2 separate regions of the Canis lupus genome follow, and region 1 is linked to region 2. Evidence: chromatin contacts called from public Hi-C data. All regions are on one chromosome and are shown on one strand. The core of a region is the stretch at or near the end of the contact, and the rest is flanking DNA. Distances in the headings are between cores, read along the strand shown. Region 1 overlaps CHD7 (chromodomain-helicase-DNA-binding protein 7). Region 2 holds the start of CHD7 (chromodomain-helicase-DNA-binding protein 7).

Region 1 (5,859 bases), core at 293-2,792, 120 kb after region 2:
TTTGGGAGAGGAATGTATGGCTGTGTTTTGGCTCTGACATTATAAAAGGTGAGCTTTGAACCTTAGAGGTTTGGAGGTAGACTGTGTGCCTTTCCCCCGGCAGTCTGGTGGTAGGTCCCCCTACCTGTGGGTCCTGCGGGTGACGAGGCGGTGGGGAGGCAGTTGTGACAGGCAAGGTGTCAGATGATACCTGCCTGAACTAGAACACTGGTCATGGGCATGGAGAGGAGCGGCATTGGAGACCGTCTGCTGCTTTGTTCTTCCAACTTGTGTTGAGGACTGTGGATAAAGGGCTTTCCTTCTCCTTGTGTTGCTTGGGGATTCTGTCTCCGAGTCTGCAGTTGATTTGGCCCGAGTGGGTCTGAACCAAGCCAGAGGTTTGGTTCCCAGACGTTCCAGAATGCCTTCTAGATGTGTGTGCATCCTGGCCATTTGTGTCAGACGTTGCCAAAGTCTTCATCCACTATCTAATTTAAACCTCCTAACAAATCTTGGAGGAAGATAGAATTACCTCATTTTACAGATGAGGAGTGGAGGCTCAGGGAAATGGTGTGGCTTGTCCAGGGTCCCACACAGATAAGGTTCTGAGTGACAGCGTCAGAACTTGAACTAAGGTGTGTCTGACCCATATCAGTGCTCTAACCCACCATCCTATATTATACCTCATTTGTTAAAAGAAAAATCCTGACTTTGGCTTTTTTGGGACAGAGTGGTTTTAATATAACACATAGTTGAAAATCCAAATGAGATTACTGCAAACCAGTAATGAAGGCAATTTAGTGATTAAAGTAACTTTATCTTGTCCTTGATTGTTATGTCTTTGGGTGGACACTGAGGATTTTGTAGCTTTTCTGACTTCTTGGCATGTTTTTGATTTGTATATTGATGTCCTGAGAAGATGTCAGCATGGAAATGCTTAGCTGTCTCTGAGCAACGTTAATAGTGCAAGGTCTAATGAGTTTAGAAATCTTTCAGTAATCAGATCTGGGATGAGTGCTTCCCTTGGCTACAGGCTTTCCGCCCCCCCCCCCCCCCCACCACCTCCCTAAGCATTTGGAGAGGTCTTGTCTGACTTTAGCAGCCTTGGAGGTTCCACATAGTTCATTCATGGGAAGGGCAGATGGAAAATCATTAGCACTTCTCTCCTTCAGCAAATTGATATTTCATCAAACCTGGGCTCTGGTGGCTTTAAGACAGTAAGCCTTTTTACTCCTATAGGATAGTTCACACAGGGTGCAGTAACCCCACTAAATTAAATTGTGTACTTCGCTCTGGTGCAGAGAGGTCACCGTGAAAAGCAGTGGCTGCCGACTTACTTTACCTGGCAGTGGTTCAACTCTGTGACAGGCCTACCTCTGATTTAAACAAATTTGAGAAATATGTAAAGTTTTGGAAGCAGTTTTGCACTGATTTGATAAAAGAAACCACAAAACACTGCAGCGCAGGTGTTGAGAATGTTTGAAAGCTGATTGAGGGAAGCAGATGGCTTTAGTCAGTGGCATCCAGCCAAAAGAGCAGGTGCTGGTCATGTGACCGCTGGTTACCAGGGTAATCTGATTGCTCTTGGCGTGCAGATGAAAGGAAAGGGGCCCAGCGTTCAGCTGTAGTATTGTATAATTTGTGGCAGTTAGAGCGGAAATAAATGCTGGAAATGGAGCCTCATAGTAGGGGAGACTTCTGTCCATGTGTAGCGTAAACACTAGGACAGTTGGATGAGGAACTGTTGTATGGATTTTTTTTTTTTAATTTTAAAAAATATTATTCTTTCCGTGGATCTTTTGGGGACTTAAAGTTTTTAGGACAGCACCTTTTTAAAAAAAATTTAAATAAAAAGAACTCTTTAAACCTAACTGCCGTTGACTATAATCTTGAATTCTTTGTAAGTTACTTCCTTATGTGGCTATTTACTATGCTAAAGTGTTCACAAAATAAAAACAGGAGCTGAGTATTTAGAAATAACTAGTTTAGGATTACCAAATATTTTATTTACTCATGACAAAAATACATTTTAGGCATGTGTGGATACTTTATTATACTAACATAATTTTGAAATGTTTTACATGATGTGCTTTATTTAAATAAAAGCATAGAGATGTCTTGGCGTCTTTTGTAGTAGCTGAGGCTGAAGAAAATGCTGTTTTCTGTCAGCATACTTTTCTGGAATTTATAAACTTCAATAAATAAACTTTTTAAAGGTTTTTGAAATACATCTTGTTTTCAAATATATTGGAATTTTAGGCTTTCTAGAAATAGTAAATGTAAATCATTAACGAGGTTAGATTAATCGTTGGATAACATGATAATATTAGGAAATGTTGGAGCTGGTTTGGAAATTGGAATGGAAGTTAGCACTAAATGTACATTTTAAAAGAACATCAAATAAATGTCCTAAAGGTGATGGTAAACTTAAATTAAAAAATTTTTTTTCATAGAGTTCATTCATGCCTTTTGACTTATGTAACATTCAAATCCTATTAACGTTTGACAGAAACATTCTATGGAACATGCACTTTAATTATTGGGGTTGCTTTGCTATATTTTTGTATTTCAGAGACCTAGCTTTTGAAAGAGAGGCTATTGTGACTATGTCAAAAAAAAAAAAAATGCCTAGCACCAAAATAAAGCTTATGTTAAATTAAGAAGACAGCATTAAGTAAAATTATATAGAACAGGAAATTGCCATATATTTTGTTATATTTTAAAAGGCTTCATTGGATAATAATGTAGCTGGATGACATAATAGAGGACACCTAGTAGTGTTAGTTATAAAAAGGACTTAAATAGGAGTATTTAAAGCTGCAAGAGACACAAAGAAATGATCATTATAGTCTAGTTTCCCTTGACATTAAAATTAAAAAAAAAAAAAAAAGAACCCATAACATTCTGCACCTTAAAAACTTGATAATAAAACTGCTTCTTAATCTGATTTTTCATTATGGCTTGGTGTGTTGGCAGGGATTTTGCATTGTCTAGATGAGGAAATGTACTCCGTGTGGTGTTAGGAGTTTTTGCATGAAATTTCTTTTTAATTAGGTCAGATATTTGCCAAAGGTCATCAGTATGGGGTTTGGCTATAAAAACTTAATTGAGAGTGCCATTTAACTATAAACGGCCAACATGCATCGATTTATCAGTTGTCATTGATACTTTCGGGATATTAATGTGGGAAATATAAGGCATGGGGCATGTGGAAAACCTCATTAAAAAGTGAACACTAAGTGATCCACTTTGAATTCTAGTAATAAGAAACCTGATTCAGAAGCAAGTGCTTTGAAGAAAAAGGTCAACAAGGGAAAAACAGAAGGTTCTGAAAATTCAGACTTAGACAAAACGCCCCCACCATCTCCTCCTCCTGAAGAAGATGAGGACCCAGGTGTTCAGGTAATACCATTATTCTGATCCCGAGCCTTGGTTATTTAGCATGGGTAACTTTAGCCGCATATCAAGTACACTAGACCTCCCCTGTCTTTGTTATAGAGCTGCTTTAAAGGTGGCTTTATTGTTGTCTGGAACATTATATCCACAATGGTGAGAGCTGGGGGCTGACACGAAGTTAAACCCCTGACTTCTTGGTTTTGTCATCTTTGACCTCACAATAAATAAAACTGAGAATCTTCATTTATTTCTGTAAATGTATCCTTCGATGTTGATATATGTATGTATATATTTGTGTTAACATGTTGTTGATGTATTGGTTCATTTAAAGCTGCTTTCATATTTCTGATTTTCTCTGGAGTTTGGTTGCTTGTCAGTTCTTTTATTTTACAGAATAAAAAAAACCAACATGTAATCTGTAGCTAATCTTAAGGTTTCTGACATCTGATGGCCAGAGTTGGGATGTATAGTCATGTAATAAATAAAGTTTCTGTGAACAAGTTAGTGACTTTCTGGATGGTAACAGTGCAGAACTTTTCAGTGTTAGATTCTCCTGACTTTTGGAGAATTTTGTAGGAAGAAGTTGAAAAACTGAAATAAACATTAGGAATGTAGATTCTTGTGTGTAAAGCATCCTGCCTTCACTGATTAGACTATAAGGTAAGAGGCCCTTACACGTGACCGTTAAAAATTATTTCCTTGTTACAGTCTCTGGAAGTGTGCCAGTATGTTCCACTGGGATGGCTAGGAATGTCACTTCAGTGAATGACATCTAAGTTATCAAGGAGCAGTTACCGAGGAGTCCTGTTAGAATCGCAAGGCAGCCCCTAACAACCTGCTTGTCTTTTTCGGAGTCTTCAGTCCACACTAAGTACTTTGCTACCCATACCTCTACCAAGTCGCTTAAAAGTCAGAAAAAAAAGTACAGTTGCAGCTCTATTTTAAAGAATTTCAGATAGGTTTGGGGTTTTTTGTTTTGTTTGTTTTAAAGGTTTTAGTTTTAAGTAATCTCTACACCCAGCGTGGGGCCCAACCCCACAATCCTGAGATCAAGAGTCACTGGCTCTTCCAGCTGAGCCAGCCAGGTGCCCCTGTTTGTTTGTTTTTTAGTAGAACTCCTTGATGTCTATAATGTCACGGAATGGCTTAAGCTAAGAGGGCCCGAAAGGGAGAGGAAAAAGAGAGTATGCGTGAATGAATGTGGTTTGGTTAGGTTCTGTAACTAACTTGTGATGCCGCTGGCCGTTTGGGTGAATTTTGTAATTTCCTTTTACACATCACTGTAAAGATAGGAAAGGTAAGTAAACCTCTTTTTTTTTTTTTTTTTTTTTTTTAATGGCTTTGGGAATTTTAAACTAAAATATTTGAATGATCTTAAAGTTTATTTTTATGCACAGGGGTGTTTTCTTCTGAATCGTGTTTGCTTAAACCAGGGCCTTTATGACAATAGTATTTGGACATTAAATAGATTTATCCACACAGGTCAAGAAAATTCCATTTTTCCCTCACAAATAATGCTGCTGTTTCTTAAAAGTATTTGTATTAATGGAGACTCAGTTGGACTTTATGAAATACTGATTTTTTCCCCCTTCTGCATTTCACTTATAGAAAAAGGCTAATCTATTCAAATAAACATCAGTGCATCCTTTCTAATTAGCTAGTGCATAACTATTATGGGTTCAGTACCTAATATAAGCAACCACACAAGAAGATCTGACTTTGAAGGCAAATCTTTCTGTGTTCCTGACACAGGAAGTGATGCTGACTGCTGTTTGTTGTTTCTTCCTGTAGCATATGCATGAAGGGCTTACAGTTCTTATGTTCTGTGATTGATTTGTTTAAACTATTAAATTCCGTATAATGTAAACTCAAAATTGTATCTCAAAGTACTACAACAGAGAGACCACGGAAACACATTTAAATCTTCCCTTTGGTATAACTGTGTTAACTATGTGTAACTTTTCTAAAATAATGTAAGTTTATCAAATTGACCTATTATTTTAGTCTCAGTTCAGAAGTTTTGATTTATGGTTTATTTTCTTTTTTAAAAAAGTTTTTATTTTTTAATTTAATTTAATTTTTTTAAGATTTTATTTATTTATTCATGAGAGACACAGAGAGATGCAGAGAGAGAGGCAGAGACACAGGCAGAGGGAGAAGCAGGTTCCATGTAGGGAGCCTGATGTGGGACTTGATCCTGGGCCTCCAGGGCCTCCAGGATCGTGCCCTTGGCTGAAGGTGGTGCTAAACCGCTGAGTCACCCGGGCTGTCCTAAAAAAAGTTTTTATTTATTTATTTGAGAGAGAGAAAATGAGCAAGGGGAAGGGCAGCGGGAAACTGAGAAACAGGCTCCCCACTGAGCGGGGAACCTGATGCTGGGCTCCATCCCAGGACCCTGGGGTCATGACCTGAGCCAAAGGCAGATGCTTAACCGACTGAGCCACCCAGGCGCCCCAATAAGCTTTTTTTTAAAAAAGTAGTTTT
Region 2 (5,673 bases), core at 1,549-4,048:
CACCCACTCCATACTCTCATGTCCATCTCCCAGGTCCTTAGTACCTTTCCAATGCCTTCTGGCTGTAAGAACACAGGCCTGCCCAAGGGGCTCAGGCTCCCAAACTACTGTTTTCTCTAACCACTGAATCAAAACTACCAATCCATTAGATTGTAAACTCCAAGAAGGCAGGGATTTTGGGTTGTTTTGTTCACGACTTCATCTCCAGTGCCTAGAACAATGCCTGGAACCTCTTAGGCACTCTGTGTTGAATGAATAAATAAATCTCTAAATTTGTTAGTTTCAGCAAGGTGTTGGGAGGAAAATGACCCATTGACCTAATTTACAATCATCTGTGAATGAGCAGGAGTCCCTTATCTCTCCTTAAGGTATTTGCATACTTAAAGGGAAAGCTTGTGAATTCAAGTACTTCTCATTGGGAGAAGTTCAATAGTGCAGCAAAGGGAGAGAAAACAGTTGAAGGTAAAAGGTAGTGGGGATGGGGGTGGGAGTAAAGACTTTAGTAGGCCAGAGCTGCCTAGAGGCTGAGGCTCCCTGCTCTTCAAGCCTCCTCAAACTTTGCACTAGTGCAACTTCTAAAAGCTTAGAGTCTTCTCCATCACTGACTGTCAGGACAGTGGTTGGGATAAGGAGGGAGAATAAATCAGGGAAGGGCAGTATAACTGTTTTGTTTCCACTTTGAGCTTTGGCTGCACTACTTCACCATTTCTCCTATTTCAAGAAGTGTCCTATCTTTCTAGTTAAATGACAAGGGCACAGGGAGATCTCCTCATAGTCACTTAATACTATTTGTTCCTTAAAGGTTAACTAATATACTTTCCTTATACGCAGATGTCTTTTTATTTTTTACTTTTTGGCTTATAATTAGCTTTTTTATTTTTTTATTTTTATAATTAGCTTTGAAACGTATTTACATCTGACAGAGAGCTGGGTATACCGTAAAAGATAAGAAGTAGTTCCTTTTATGTTACTTTTATGTCCTCTGATATAGCAAGGTCCTAGTGGTTTCTTTGTAGACATTGTATCCTGTCTTTAACCTCTCTCTCTCCCACACACATACACTAAAGCACCCCCCACATGCTTTCATTAACAGATATAAACTTAATGGAAATGTAAATCTAACCTCAGAATTCTGATTCTTGGTTTATGACATGGGGCTATAAAACAGGGAGAAGTTGATTTTAGTGTTTGCCAATTTCTTAATGTCAGAATTTTCTGTAGGGTCCATCTTCTTTATGCTGTGTATCTGTAAATCCCTTGGGTGAAACATTTACCTCTTTTCATACAGCACTCAAATGACAAAAGAAAGCCAAAAGCAATGCATTCTGATAAATGACAGTATAATGTCACAAATCTTTAGAAAAGTATTACTAATATTAGAAAAATAAATGTTTTAGTGGTTAGGTCTAATCAACATTATCGAACAGTTCTAGTTGTTATGCGGCAAAAATGGTTCTGATGAATCTTTTGTTCAAATAGGAATATTGTGATTTCTCTTGGCACCACAGGTGGTGAGGAGAAAGTATATTTTGCATAGTTTTGCAGTTTTCTCAAGTTTATTTTGAAGTCTAGCAAGTCGCTTTACTCTGTGCCTATCTTGGGTTGATACAGGTTTCTTCCTTGACTTAACAATACATGCAGTATTTAACCTAATAACATCATCTTAGAGCGCACAGTTGTTGACAGTTTAAAAGAACCATAATTGCTCAGTAAGTTGCACACAGAGAGTGCTTGGTAAATGCTTGTAGGTCTGTCTCCTAGAAGGAAAATCAGTAAAGGAAACATTTCTCCAGATTCCCTATTGCTTTTGCACCGGGAGGAGAACCAGAAGAGGAGGTGTGGACACGAAGGGCCAGGAGATCATCTGAAAGTGCCATTTTTGCCAAAGAATGATTAAAGCATTCTAGTCCCGACACGTGTAATAATGGGCACACAACCTATTTCTTTGTCTCACCACGACTGCCCCCCCCCCCCCCCCCCGTCTTTGGCACGGCGACACAGTCAGCAGAATCCACGCCATCTAGGTCAAACTTTCTGATCCAGCCGCGCACCCGGCCGTCCCGTCAACGAGGAGGCAGGAAGAGCAATGTCGGGGAGGCGGGACGGACCCGGTCGAATCGGTAGGTGTCCATCTGGATAGTCTCATGCGGGAAGATCACTCCAGGTGGAAGCATGGTCGCAGGAGGGGCGCCCGCCGCCGTCGGGCCGCCGCCGTCCCGGAGCCCCGCGGCCCGCGCCCCGCGGCCCGCGCCCCTGCCTGCCCCTGCCTGCCCCGGGGCGGCGCACCCGGGCTCCGGGAAGCTGCCGCGCGGGGAAACGTGGCACCGTCGGCGGCCCGCGCCCGGGGCGCTGCTTGCTGCGCGGCGGCCGGGCGCTCGGAGGGGCCCCGCCAGGGAGGCTGCGCGGCGGCCGCGCACCGGCCCGCGGGGGAGCACCGCCCGCAGCGCCGGCGCCCGCCCGGGGACGGGAAGTGGCGCCCGGCCCGCCCTCCGCGCCCGCGCCCCGCAGCCCCGCGCCGCCCCTTTTCCCTCGGCCTCTCCCTCGGCCTCCGCCACCCCGGGCCGAATTCTTGCATAAATTATGCCAGGCGCGCCTGACGTCAGGTGGCGGCGCGCGGGCGCGGGCGGGGGCGCGGGCGGGGGCGCGGGCGGGGGCGCGGGCGCGGGCGCGGCGCGGAGGGAGCCGGCGGCGGGCGCGCGCGGCCCCGCGGCCTCGGGCACGCGCGGCTGCCGGGCGCGCGCAGGCGCTGGCGTGCTGGGGCCGCGGCGGCGGCGGCGGCGGCGGCGGCGGCAGCGGTGGCGGCGGCGGCGGCGGCGGCGGCGGCGGCGCGGGGGCTGAGCCGCGGTAGTGCGGACGCGCTCGTGCTCGGGAACTATCGGATTAAACTTGAATCGAGTGGAATTACACAAAGGAGCGCCGCTGAGGAGGCGGCCCGGGGACCCGGAGACCCTGAAACTCGCCAGAGCCCCGTCCGCGCCGGCCAACTCCGCGCCCGTGGATGAGCCCCCCGGCCGCGGCCGCCGAGCCAACTCCGGAGCCCGTCCTGCGTTGTGCTGTGCCCTCGGCGCGGGGCAGCGGAGGAGCCTCCCGACCGACCCGGTGAGCGCGAGAGTTCGCCGGGCGCCTCCGGGAGGGGCGGCGGCAGGAAATCGCTCCGGGCCGGGGCCGGGGCCGGGGCCGGGGCCGGGGCCGCGCGAGGAGTTGGGAGCGAGGAGTTGGGCGTGTGCGGGGCGCGGGGCGCGGGCGGGGGCCGGGGGCCGGGTGGGCGCAGGAGCGCAGCGCCGCCCGGGCCGTGTCGCCGCCGCCGCCGCCCCCGCCTCCACCGCCGCCCGCGGGCCCCGAACCCGCGCCCCGAGCGCCGCCCGCGCCCCAACTTTTGCCTGCGTCCGCGGGGCCGGCGGCGGCGGGGGCGCGCGGTCCGGCCGAGGGTCACTTCCTCGCATGTAAATGGCTTTTTGTTGTGCTGCCGGCGTGGGGGGGGACGGGGACGGGGACGGGGACGGGGACGGGGACGGGGACAGGAGGGAGCGTGTCTGCGCGCGGGGGAGCGCGAGCGCGTTTCCTCCCGCCGGCGCCGAGCACGAGTTGCCGGCTCCGATCGAAAGAAAAAGGAAGGAGGAAAAGTTGGGCTCCAACTCAAGTGCGAGTGGGCGATGGGCGCGCGGGCGCGGGGCGGCTGAGCGGCGGCGGCGGCGGCGGCGGCTCGGGGACGGCGGCGACCCCCGCCCCCGCCCCCGCCCCCGCCCCCGCCCCGGACCGACCACGCCGCGCTCGCCGGGAGCGGCGGCCGCACCGGCGCGAACAAAGTGCGTCCCTCCCGGCGCGGCGCGGACGGCGGCCGGGCGAGGTGGGCCGGCGGCGGGGAAAGTGCGCGGGGGCCGCCGCGTGGGGCGGGGGCGGGGGCGGGGGCGGGGGCGGGGGCGGCGCGAGCACGCGGCGCGGGGGGCGGCCGACCCCGCCGGACCCCGACCCGCGCCGGCCGCTCGGGGAGTTGCGAGCCCGGAGCCGGGGGCCCCCGGGGCTCCCCGGCGGCTCCCAAGTGCGCGAGGAGGAGAAGAAAGGGAGCGGGGCCGGGGCGAGCGCGGGGAGGCGCGGCGAGGAGGGGACCCCACCTTGCCGAGCTGGCCGGGCCGGCGGCGGCGGCGGCGGCGGCGGCGGCGGCGGCGGCTGCATAATAGCGACTTTAAGCCCCCGAGGCCGCTCGGCTCCCCGCCCCGGGCCGGGCCCCGCCGGGGGGTCAGCGCCGGGGGGGTCTCCTGGTGGCCCCCGAGGCGGCCCGGGTGCGCTGTGCCCCCGCAGGGATCCGCGGCTCGGAGCGCGAACGGCCGAGGTGGCTGGAGGCCAGGCGGTCAGCGGGGAGAGGAAGGAGGGCGGCGGGGGACGCGCTGTTTGTTTGGTTCGCACCGGGGACTGGGCTCGCCGGGGGCGCGGGGCGCGGGGGCGCGGGGGCGCGGGGGCGCGGGCACCGGGGGGCTGCGGTGCGGGGCGGCCGCGTCCGCGCGGGGCGAGCGCAGCCGGGGGGTGGGGGGGGGGGTGGGGCGGGGAGGGCGGCGGATCCCGGGCGGGGTGGGGGGTGGGGGGGTCGGGAGGCTCCGGGGAAGGAGCCGCCGGCCCCGAGCAGCCATCATTACCGAGCCGCCTTTCTCCGGATGGCCGTGCCTCGAGGAGCCCCGCGCCGTGGGAGCGCACCCCAAGTCCCGGCCGGCCGCCCGCTTTGTGAGCGCCCCCGTGGAGCGGGCGGCGCGGGGACTGCTCCTGCGGGGGGTCGGACGGTTTTCCCGGAGGTCACTTTTAGAGACTGTTCACGCCTCGGTTTTAAACTAGTTTTTCCCCCCTCTTCTGAACAGACAATGGACAAAAGAAAAGTAGCAACCCACATGGAGAGTTTCCTTTTGAATTGCTAGAATTAGATACACTATCCAGCTCTCCACTCGCTAAGTAGACTTTTTAGTTTCCCATTGTATATTATCTAGCAATCGATTTAAATAACTTATCTTGAAATACGTCCATCCTCTGGGCTCCATTTCTGGGGCATGTTGACTATTTTAATTTGAAGGATTTACGTGAAGGCCCTGATTTTTATTTTCTAAAAATATTAACTGAAGCCGTCTTTGCGGTGGGCAGTACCTTTCAAAGAGGTTGAGTGTATGTCGTCCCCCCCCCCCATTCTCTCCCAATAACGAGAAGGGGGAGTACTCACTGTACGTAATAATCAAATAGGAAAAAAAAAAATAGTTCTCTTTATTTCCTCACAGACCCATTCTAACGATGACAAACAAATCTTAGTGACTACGACCTTAACAGCATGGGAACCTAATTTATCCTAGTTGTAATTCTATTTAGATTGTAGTAATGTGTGAGTACTAGGTGATTCTTATTTCAGGAATAACTTGAGCAGCGATTTTATGAAGTTGAATCCGTCTCCCAGCCCCCAGAGTACATCTGTCGCGGAGTGTTTTTGTCTCGCTGTTGCACAACAGAAGCCCTCCAGTCTTTACCCTAAAATGGCAGCTTTCATTTGACTGGGGCCCATTCATTGACAATGATAATAAAGAGGCTGAAAGCTAGATGCTTGGGGCACGGAGCAGTACTCGGTTTGCCTTTCTAGGTGATAATAAGTAGGAGACATTTTATGTCTTCCAGATTTGCTCACGAAAAGTTTATTTTCGCTGG

Evidence for each region. Hi-C and Micro-C count contacts between places; a contact is called where the count stands out from the background.
Region 1: a Hi-C map of blood shows a contact between it and region 2, with 1.6 times the contacts expected there. The contact joins the enhancer-like site here to the promoter of CHD7 in region 2. A contact is called at or near these places in 2 of 9 Hi-C or Micro-C datasets (amygdala and blood).

The regions. Positions count from the first base shown.
Region 1 is chr29:11,704,354-11,710,212 of UU_Cfam_GSD_1.0, forward strand. It overlaps CHD7 (chromodomain-helicase-DNA-binding protein 7), which reads left to right. Exons shown (of 38, transcript XM_038579376.1): 4 at 3,240-3,381. Among named protein-coding and RNA genes, the nearest start is that of CHD7, 120 kb to the left of the region's middle. Within about 2 kb of position 1,543, at least 6 of the 20 cell types and tissues checked have an H3K27ac peak or open chromatin away from gene starts, as enhancers often do. A contact at or near this core is called in blood, where this site is marked.
Region 2 is chr29:11,584,166-11,589,838 of UU_Cfam_GSD_1.0, forward strand. CHD7 (chromodomain-helicase-DNA-binding protein 7) reads left to right here and starts at 2,799. Exons shown (of 38, transcript XM_038579376.1): 1 at 2,799-3,099.